Regions from separate parts of the Mus musculus genome. Here all the other regions are linked to region 1. Evidence: chromatin contacts called from public HiChIP or PLAC-seq data. All regions are on one chromosome and are shown on one strand. The core of a region is the stretch at or near the end of the contact, and the rest is flanking DNA. Distances in the headings are between cores, read along the strand shown.

Region 1 (2,709 bases), core at 120-2,619:
GTGGTTCCTCCTCCTCCCACCTGTTTAGAGTAGAGAGCTGAGTTTGAGTCTGGGAAAGGAAAAGGCTCAGCCTGCGGACTGTGTTCCTGCCACTACTCCCCACGCCCCTCAACTCCAGTGTCAGGTTACTTCACAGAGACTCCAGAGCCCCTTCTGAAGAGGCTGACACACCCCAAGATGACAGCTCCTCCTCCCAGGAGGGAAAGCCCTGTCACCACAGTGCCCACTAAAGTTCTCTATGATACTGTCAGATAGCCAGCAGTCAATCTCAGACTGCTGGGCCAAGAAGCCCTCAGAAGCCTTCCTGACTGAGGTCCAGAGAGGGCAAACTACTGGTCTAAGACCACACAGCTTTTTGCCCACAGTTAAGGACAGAGCGTTTGATACAGTTTTACATTTCCTTCCTGTTCTCAGTTTTGTGATTCTGTGACACAGATCCGAGATGTCTTCTCCATCCCAGAGCTGCTTTTCATCCAAAAGCACTTAAAATGCCCACGGAACCTTGTCTGGCCACTGGGTATGGCCCTAAGAGCACTAGGCCTTGGTCCTTGAGGGGTCAGAGTCCTCTTTGTTTTGGGGGAGGCATATAGAAAATACAGCCCATAACATCACTCCTTGCCTTGGAAACTAATCTCCTAAGTGTCCCCAAGTCATCTCCTTCTGCTGGCTCTTGGACTCAGAGCATCATGCCATCCTCTGCATCCTGAATCCTCAAACATGACTGGGGACCTGGTCCTGCCTTGGACTTCGCTGCAAAATCCCAGGATTTTTAATATAGAAAGCTATTAGAGGTTAGAGTCCTGCCCCCACACTGGGACACTGTCCCCTTGAGACCTCAGGACCATTCACATGGACTGGTCAAGGCTGAGGGCTCCCACTTATATCTTGAGCTACTGAGATAGATGCATTTTCTCTGAGCACCAGCAATGTATAGGAGACGTTGCGTAAGAACTTTGGTGGTGTCCTGAGTCAGACAGTGTGTCCATTTTACAGATCAAGAAGTTGGGGCTAAGAAATGTTCTCTTATTTGCCCTTGGTCCCTAGAACTGATAAAATCTAGGCTCAGTAGATAAACTTGGGTCTGCCCATGAAGCCGGGACCCCAGGTATGGGTGAGTGGGGTAAACACCATCTCTTTCATGCCATTCTCAGTGCCAGGGGAGGGTTTCAGAATGGAACTGATGCCATATCTTCAAATCAGAGAGGCAAGGCATGGGAGTCAGGGTGGGGAGTGGGACCATGAACCTGCTGTCAGCCTGCACATTTGTGGTCACCCGGCTGCCTCCTGGAACCTACCCAGTCACACCTGGGCAGTCGTCTGCCCCTCCTCCCGGGGTTGAGGAAGCAGGAAAGGGTGGTGAGGAGAGACAGCAGGCAGGTCCGGCAGACAGCGGTGGTCAGGGCCAGGCACGATGGGCTCTGTCTGGGGCCTGGCTGTGCCCCTCCTTGTCTTCTGCTGGAAGGTTGGCGTCAGTGTGAGCTCTCCAGGTAAGGAACAGGACAGCCCCCGGGGATCCTCCCTGGTGGAGCTCTGGGTTTCAGTGCTGGCAAAGACAGCTCTTTGTGGGCAAGGGAGACATTTTTGTTAATTGTATTAATGGCCGGAGGAATAGACGAGTGTGCTGGCTGGCAGATGGGTCAGCTTACACATGGTGGCCCTGTGGCCATCACTGTAAGGGAGTCTGGGAGTCACTCTTTAGTCATGGGATAGTGGGGTGGAGGGAGGAGGGGCTTGGGAGATGCCAGCTGGTGATCATTTTAGCTCTGCTCCCTCCAACATCGTTACCTAGCCCAGCTGTTCTTTGAAATTTGCCTTTTGAATGAAAAGTTTGTCACAAACTGCTTGGGCGGGGAGATTCTGAGAGAGGCAGACTTTTCTGAAAGATGGGAGCTAACCGTGATCTGTTACTAACTGGCACTGTGCCAAACCTATCACACACACTTTAAAATAGATAATTTTCAGGCTAACTTTAGGTTTATAGTAAAACTGAACAGCATTCTACTGAGACTTCTGATTTATCCAGTCCCTCCCACACACAGCCCCTGCTGTTCACGTCCCCACGGCATGGGGACTGCTACAGCGGAGACCACACACTGACATGTCACACCGGGCATCACTTTTTTAAATTCCATTTTTTAAGTTTATTGACAGAATTTCTAAATAAATAAATAAGTATTTATGTATGTATTTATTTATTTGTTTTGACACATTGCCCTGACAGCATGGAACTTGCTATATACACTTTATTTATCAATGTTTCCATTTTCCATTTTTCTATGCATGTGTGTGAAAGAGAAATGTTTCTACATATGTGTGGATTCACATGTGTTTGGCTGTGTGTGAAGATGTGTACAGTGTGTGTGGAGGTTGATTTTGGGATCACCCTTGAAAGTTCTCTCACCTTATTCCTTGACCTGGGATCTCTCAATCAAACCCAGAGTTCAGAGTTCAGATACACACACACACACACACACACACAGAGAGAGAGAGAGAGAGAAAGAGAGAGAGAGAGAGAGAGAGAGAGAGAAAGTCCACAAATGCTTGACACGTGTGTGGAGACCACCTGACAGTTTGAATCTTAACTTCTGGTCACCAAGCTTGGTAGCAAGCAGCTCTACCCACTTGAGCTATCGGGCTGGTCCAACATTGCCTTTTAAATCCTCACAATAACGTCAAGGAAAGGTGCGCACCTCTAAGACCTGCCACCCA
Region 2 (2,709 bases), core at 64-2,563, 220 kb before region 1:
TTGTACATGTTGTCATATGCTTTGAGTTTACAGGTGCCTCTCCTCCTTTAAAAATGGAGTGGCTTACACCCAGAAAAGTACACCAACCAGACACAAAGAACACGGCAGCATCTGGGCTGGCCACCCTCGGTTCCTCACCAAGTCTGTTGTGATCAGATCTCTGTAGGAAAATTTGCTTGGTCTAGCTTGCTCTAACTGGCATCCTGCGGTCCTGTTATTTTATATCTGGTGGGAACCATGTCTTAATGTGTTTTTCCAAGTAGAAACTTGAGGAGAAGCTAGAGTTCTGGATGGAGAAATTTGACAAAGACACAGAAGCAAAGCAGAACGAGTTAAATGCTCTCAAGGCTGCCAAGGCCAGTGACCTGGTACACCTGCAAGACCTGGCAAAGATGGTAAGGGGTGGCAGGGTGACTGGGATATGAGTGGGAGTGAGGGAGTCTGGGAAGACAGTTTTAGTCAAAAGCAGAGTAAACCACCAGAGTAAACGTGGTTCTTTACTGATGACAATGACCGAGTGAGTGCGTACGGCATTGGTGCTGGAATGATTCTATTGCAAGCACACTTTTATTTTTTGAGACCGAGTCTTTGTAGTTCAGGTTACCCTGGAACTTACTATGTAGTGATCTTCCTATCTCAGCCTTCCGCATGCTGAGATCACAGAAGTGATCAGGCCAGAGACTTTTCTTAAGTTCTAGGTAGAAATTATTTAAAACTCCTTCAGAGAGATGCTGCATTAAACAAAAGACAATTTTATGATCTTTAAAGACAATTTATATGTTGGTTTCTAAAAATTTGACGTCATCATTGGGTTGATGTTGAAGTTCCTAAATTTCTAGTTTAAAACATGGCTATTTGCATATGTATATCTATTAAAGTTTTAAAAGTATTATGTGGAGGATACCAATGTGTGTGTGTGTGTGAGAGAGAGAGAGAGAGAGAGAGAGAGAGATATTTTTTGTTGTTGTTTTGTTTTTTTGTTTTTTTCAAGCCAGGGTTTCTCTGTATAGCCCTGGCTGTCCTGGAACTCACTTTGTAGACCAGGCTGGCCTGGAACTCAAAAATCCGTCTGTCTCTGCCTTCCAAGTGCTGGGATTAAAGGTGTGCGCCACCACTGCCCGGCTTGAATTGTTTAAATTGAAAAAAAAAAAAGTTGAGGAATATTTATATAATGTGAATACATTATTACAGTGGAAATTAGTGGAAATCCAGCAGGATTTTGTTTGTTTGTTTGAGACATACACTTGCTGTGTGGCGAGATTGAGTTTGAACTTTGGTCAGTCTCCCGTCTCTGTCTAGAGTTACGGGCACGCAGGGCTGGCTGGGCTGTGGCCTGCCCTGCTCCTGTGTCCGTGTCCTTGTGCAGATCCGGGAGTACGAGCAGGTCATTATTGAGGACCGGATAGAAAAGGAGAAGACCCGGAAGAAGCTGGAGCAGGATGACCTGGAGCTGAGGAGCATCGTGAAGGTAGGACACTCAGGCCTGGAGGCAGCGGTGGAGGGTGGGGTCCCGGAGGGTGGGGTCCCGGCACCGGCTGGGGTCCCGCAGCAGGTGGGTGAGGACGTGCTTAGAGTCCACAGTGCAGGGAAACAAGGAAAAGAGCAAGCCTGCCTCCTGGTCTGGGGAGGACGGGAGCAGTGGAAGGAATCCTCTGTCCAGACACTGGATCCGAGGTCACGCCTAACCCAAGGGGAGGCAGCTGTGCAGGCAGGGCATTTCTAAATGCTCTGCACGGCTCGACACCCTGGTGTGAGTCAGCCCTGGCTGTGTGATGCTTTCCAATAGAAGTTGCTTATAAAAAGTGAAAGGGACAAAGCAAGTTAGAAGAAAAAAAAATATATATGTGTGTGTGTGTGTGTGAGAGAGAGAGACAGAGAGAGAGAGAGAGAGAGAGAGAGAGAGAGAGAGAGAGAGAGAGGAGAGAGAGAGAGAGAGAGAGAGAGAGAGAGGAGATTTTTCTCCAGAGCCCTGACTGCCCTGGGACTCACTGTGTTGTCTGCAGTGCCCTTTTCTCCTCAGCCTCCTGGCTATTGGGATTATAGCAATCAAGCCTGTGTGAGCTAGTGAACTACCTCATAAAAGTTTTCTGTGAACTTGCAGATATCAACAATGACAGCATGATCAGGTCCAGATTCTGGAAACTACTTTTAGGATTCATTTTGACTTTGAATTATGACCATGTCTGTGTGTCTGTGTGTGGGTGTGTGCACTTGACCATGTCTGTGTGTCTGTGTGTGGGTGTGTGCACTTGACCATGTCTGTGTGTCTGTGTGTGGGTGTGTGCACTTGACCATGTCTGTGTGTCTGTGTGTGGGTGTGTGCACTTGACCATGTCTGTGTGTCTGTGTGTGCACTTGACCATGTCTGTGTGTCTGTGTGTCTGTGTGTGCACTTGACCATGTCTGTGTGTCTGTGTGTCTGTGTGTGCACTTGACCATGTCTGTGTGTCTGTGTGTGGGTGTGTGCACTTGACCATGTCTGTGTGTCTGTGTGTGGGTGTGTGCACTTGACCATGTCTGTGTGTCTGTGTGTGGGTGTGTGCACTTGAGTCCCGGAGAGGCATCAGCTTCCTTGGAGCTGGAGTTACAGATGGTTGTGAACTTCCAGATGTGCATGTTGGGAAACTTACTCAAGACATCTGCAAGAGCAGTATGTCATCTCTCCAGCCCTGGGAAAACCAGTTTTAAAGCAAACAAATGCAATGCAAA
Region 3 (2,709 bases), core at 76-2,575, 180 kb before region 1:
ATATTAAGACTATTTCTTAAGAAAGTACCATCAGGTTTTCATACTATCCAGATCAGCACAGTCAAAATTTGATGAAGATTTTGTAGTTATAGTTCAGTTCAGAAAAGCCACATTTCATCTTTTAAACTTTGTATGTGGGGTTTATCTGTGCTGTGTGCATGTATGCAAGTGTGCGTGTGATGACAGGTGCATGTGTGTCCATGTGGAGGGGAGAGGCTGATGTCAGGTGTTTTCACTGTTAGCCACTTTAGTTTTAGTTTAGCTAATGATCTTTTTTTTTTCCCTTTTACATTTTTTTACAGGGGGGCGCATATGCATGCCATACAGGTGGAGGTCATATTTATTATTTAGGGGGCACATATGTCATGACATACACGTGGAGATGAGAGCATGTATGCTATGCAGCAGAACAGATGTCACATTTCTTATGGAGGCAGGGGCATGTATGCCATGGCACATGTGTAGATGTCAGGGGGAATCTGCAGCAACTGCTTTTTTCCTTCCGTCATGTGAGTTTCAGGGATGAAATTCAAGTCAGAAAAACTGTTACAGCATCTTCACCCAATGAGCCACCTCACTTGTCCATAACTTTATTTTTTGAAACAGAAGTTTTTCATGGACTCCGGAGCTCAAGACTTTGGTTAAAGTGGGTGCCAGCAAGCATCAGGGACCTGCCAGTCTCTGCCCACCAAGCGCTAGGACTGCAGATGTGTGCTGCCAGGCCTGCCGTTTATGAGGATGCTTGGGATAAAACGCTGCCCCCATTTTATCTCAGCAAGCATTTGATCTACTGACGCAATCCCCCCAGCTTCCAGAGGCTGCATCTCAGCTACTCAGTACCCACATGGGGTAGTGGACACAGACCTGAGTCTTCAATGAAATGTGCTACAGATAACTCACGTAAGAACAAAACCTAAAATACAACTACTAAAATATGAATGGAATGTAAGTGAAGGAATAAAGAAGAACGTAAGCCAGAGAGGACAAAATCACAACTGTAACTGACATCGTTAGAAATGGAAGCGCTTCCAAAAACATATGCATTTCTACAAAATCTATGTAATTTCTCCCTCAGCACTGGCCCTCAAAATGCCAACATGTGGCTTTAAAACTCAAATTAAAAGAATATAGAGTACAATTCTAAAACCTGTTTCAGCAGTACATTGAAGCAGACAGAACTCTATTAATTTAAAACTACTAAGTTCTAAGTGTTAGAATAAGATTCAGAAGCCCCAGAGAACACTACAGGAAACACTACGCTATGCAGGAAGACGGGCATGCTGGCAGGCACCTGTGGCCCCAGCTGCTCAGGAGGCTGATGTAAGGTTACTAGAATCCAGGAGTTTGAGGTCAGCCTGGATATTGGGGTGAAAACTCAGTTTTAAACAGTGTTAGCTAACTGACTGAGCAGGCAAAAACACTTGCTGCCATGCCTGATGACCTGAATTTGATCCCTGTGACCTGCAAGGTGGAAAGAGAGAGCAAGTTGTCCCTACCCTCACCACACCTGTGGTGGCACACCCCTTGATAATAAATAGATAACTATTTCAAAAAGCTAAAAATAAATACAAGCAAACACAATTGATTGCTAAAAGAGCTCAAGAAATCTCTTTAAAATGGAAAATCTTAAAAAGAGACAATGTTACTTCAGAAGACTGTAGTAAGATCAAGATGAACAAAGATCTATTCTTCCTAAAGTTTCCCCTCAAATAAACATGAAAGAGAAATTATAAATTGAAAATACAGAGAAAGTGAATTTTATCTGAATGGTAAACTTTTTTTTGGTCATATATAAACAGAAGTCTTCAGAAGGGTGAAGGATCTACAGAGAAGCAAACTAAAGAGTGGGTGTGACAAAGACCACTTCAAAAACGGTAAGGAGACCAGCAACTTCCTACTTCTGTCGCCATGCCTTTCCAGTCTACTGCCAGTCTACTGATGGTGGTCTACTGCCGAGCTCTCCTCATCAGGAGGGACAGGATCCCTCTAGAACCCTAAGCCACAATAAACTCCCTTAAATCAAAACAAAAAAGTTCAGGTGGGAGCTGGGCTGTGTTGTAAAGTCCTTGTCTCTGGCCCACACGGCCCTGGGTTCAATTCTCAGCACCACAAAACCAGGTGTGGTGGGATACAACTGTACCCCCAGGGCTGGGAGAAGACTGGCCATCCTTGGCTACATAAGGGGTTTGAGGGCAGCCAGGGTTATAGGGAGAGCCTGTTATATAACAAGGCACACATGAAGGCTTTAAATGTCATCAGAATCGTGTGTACCTCCACCATTTGTGACCGCCACACTGCTGCGATTCTCCTGGTACTGGCTTTCTCTCCGCAGTCTTTGCTCTTTGGTAATCTCTGCCACTCGAAGAGGCAGATCCGAAAATTCATCTGTAGGCTTAAAAAGCAGAAACATTAAAAACCATCATTTCCAATTTTAGATAACATACAGTACAGGAATATAAACTGTAATCTACATAGGAGAAGAAAAAGCAAAAGTTTTAGAAATTAATAGAGAATATTGTATAATTCTATGAACACAATTAATGCAACTGAAATATGTACTTTAAATAGGCAAACCTTACCACAATTAACAAAAATAGAAGGATATTCAGAACTGTAAGCAAATATATACATAGGTTTAAAATATCTATGTATATATACACACATTGCAATATTCAAAAAGATAGTCACCAATACATACTATACTGGCTA

The links. HiChIP or PLAC-seq counts read pairs in DNA pulled down with a chosen protein or histone mark.
Region 2: an H3K27ac HiChIP or PLAC-seq map of embryonic stem cells shows a contact between it and region 1, with 7 read pairs. The contact joins the enhancer-like site here to the promoter of Muc20 in region 1. A contact is called at or near these places in 8 of 39 promoter capture datasets (the 3T3-L1 cell line, the C10 cell line, cranial neural crest and 4 more), 1 of 15 datasets of contacts at CTCF or cohesin (large pre-B cells), 14 of 484 Hi-C or Micro-C datasets (B cells, MC3T3-E1-derived osteoblasts, bone marrow-derived macrophages and 7 more), 8 of 115 datasets of contacts at active chromatin or transcription factors (T-cell acute lymphoblastic leukemia, embryonic stem cells and pancreatic cancer cells) and 4 of 9 other capture datasets (adipose tissue, embryonic stem cells, liver and 1 more).
Region 3: an H3K27ac HiChIP or PLAC-seq map of T-cell acute lymphoblastic leukemia shows a contact between it and region 1, with 5 times the contacts expected there. The contact joins the enhancer-like site here to the promoter of Muc20 in region 1. A contact is called at or near these places in 7 of 39 promoter capture datasets (the 3T3-L1 cell line, cranial neural crest, embryonic stem cells and 3 more), 1 of 484 Hi-C or Micro-C datasets (embryonic stem cells), 3 of 115 datasets of contacts at active chromatin or transcription factors (T-cell acute lymphoblastic leukemia and embryonic stem cells) and 5 of 9 other capture datasets (adipose tissue, embryonic stem cells, embryonic tail and 2 more).

What each region holds. Positions count from the first base shown.
Region 1 is chr16:32,796,095-32,798,803 of GRCm38.p6, reverse strand. Muc20 (mucin 20) reads left to right here and starts at 1,369. Exons shown (of 4, transcript NM_146071.2): 1 at 1,369-1,487. The coding sequence starts at 1,412.
Region 2 is chr16:33,018,200-33,020,908 of GRCm38.p6, reverse strand. Iqcg (IQ motif containing G) reads left to right here. Exons shown (of 11, transcript NM_178378.3): 9 at 264-395; 10 at 1,367-1,468. Among named protein-coding and RNA genes, the nearest start is that of Iqcg, 37 kb to the left of the region's middle. Within about 2 kb of position 1,313, at least 42 of the 459 cell types and tissues checked have an H3K27ac peak or open chromatin away from gene starts, as enhancers often do. A contact at or near this core is called in T-cell acute lymphoblastic leukemia, embryonic stem cells and liver, where this site is marked.
Region 3 is chr16:32,975,412-32,978,120 of GRCm38.p6, reverse strand. Lrch3 (leucine-rich repeats and calponin homology (CH) domain containing 3) reads right to left here. Exons shown (of 21, transcript NM_001081255.1): 8 at 2,272-2,392. Among named protein-coding and RNA genes, the nearest start is that of Lrch3, 63 kb to the right of the region's middle. Within about 2 kb of position 1,325, at least 4 of the 459 cell types and tissues checked have an H3K27ac peak or open chromatin away from gene starts, as enhancers often do. A contact at or near this core is called in T-cell acute lymphoblastic leukemia, where this site is marked.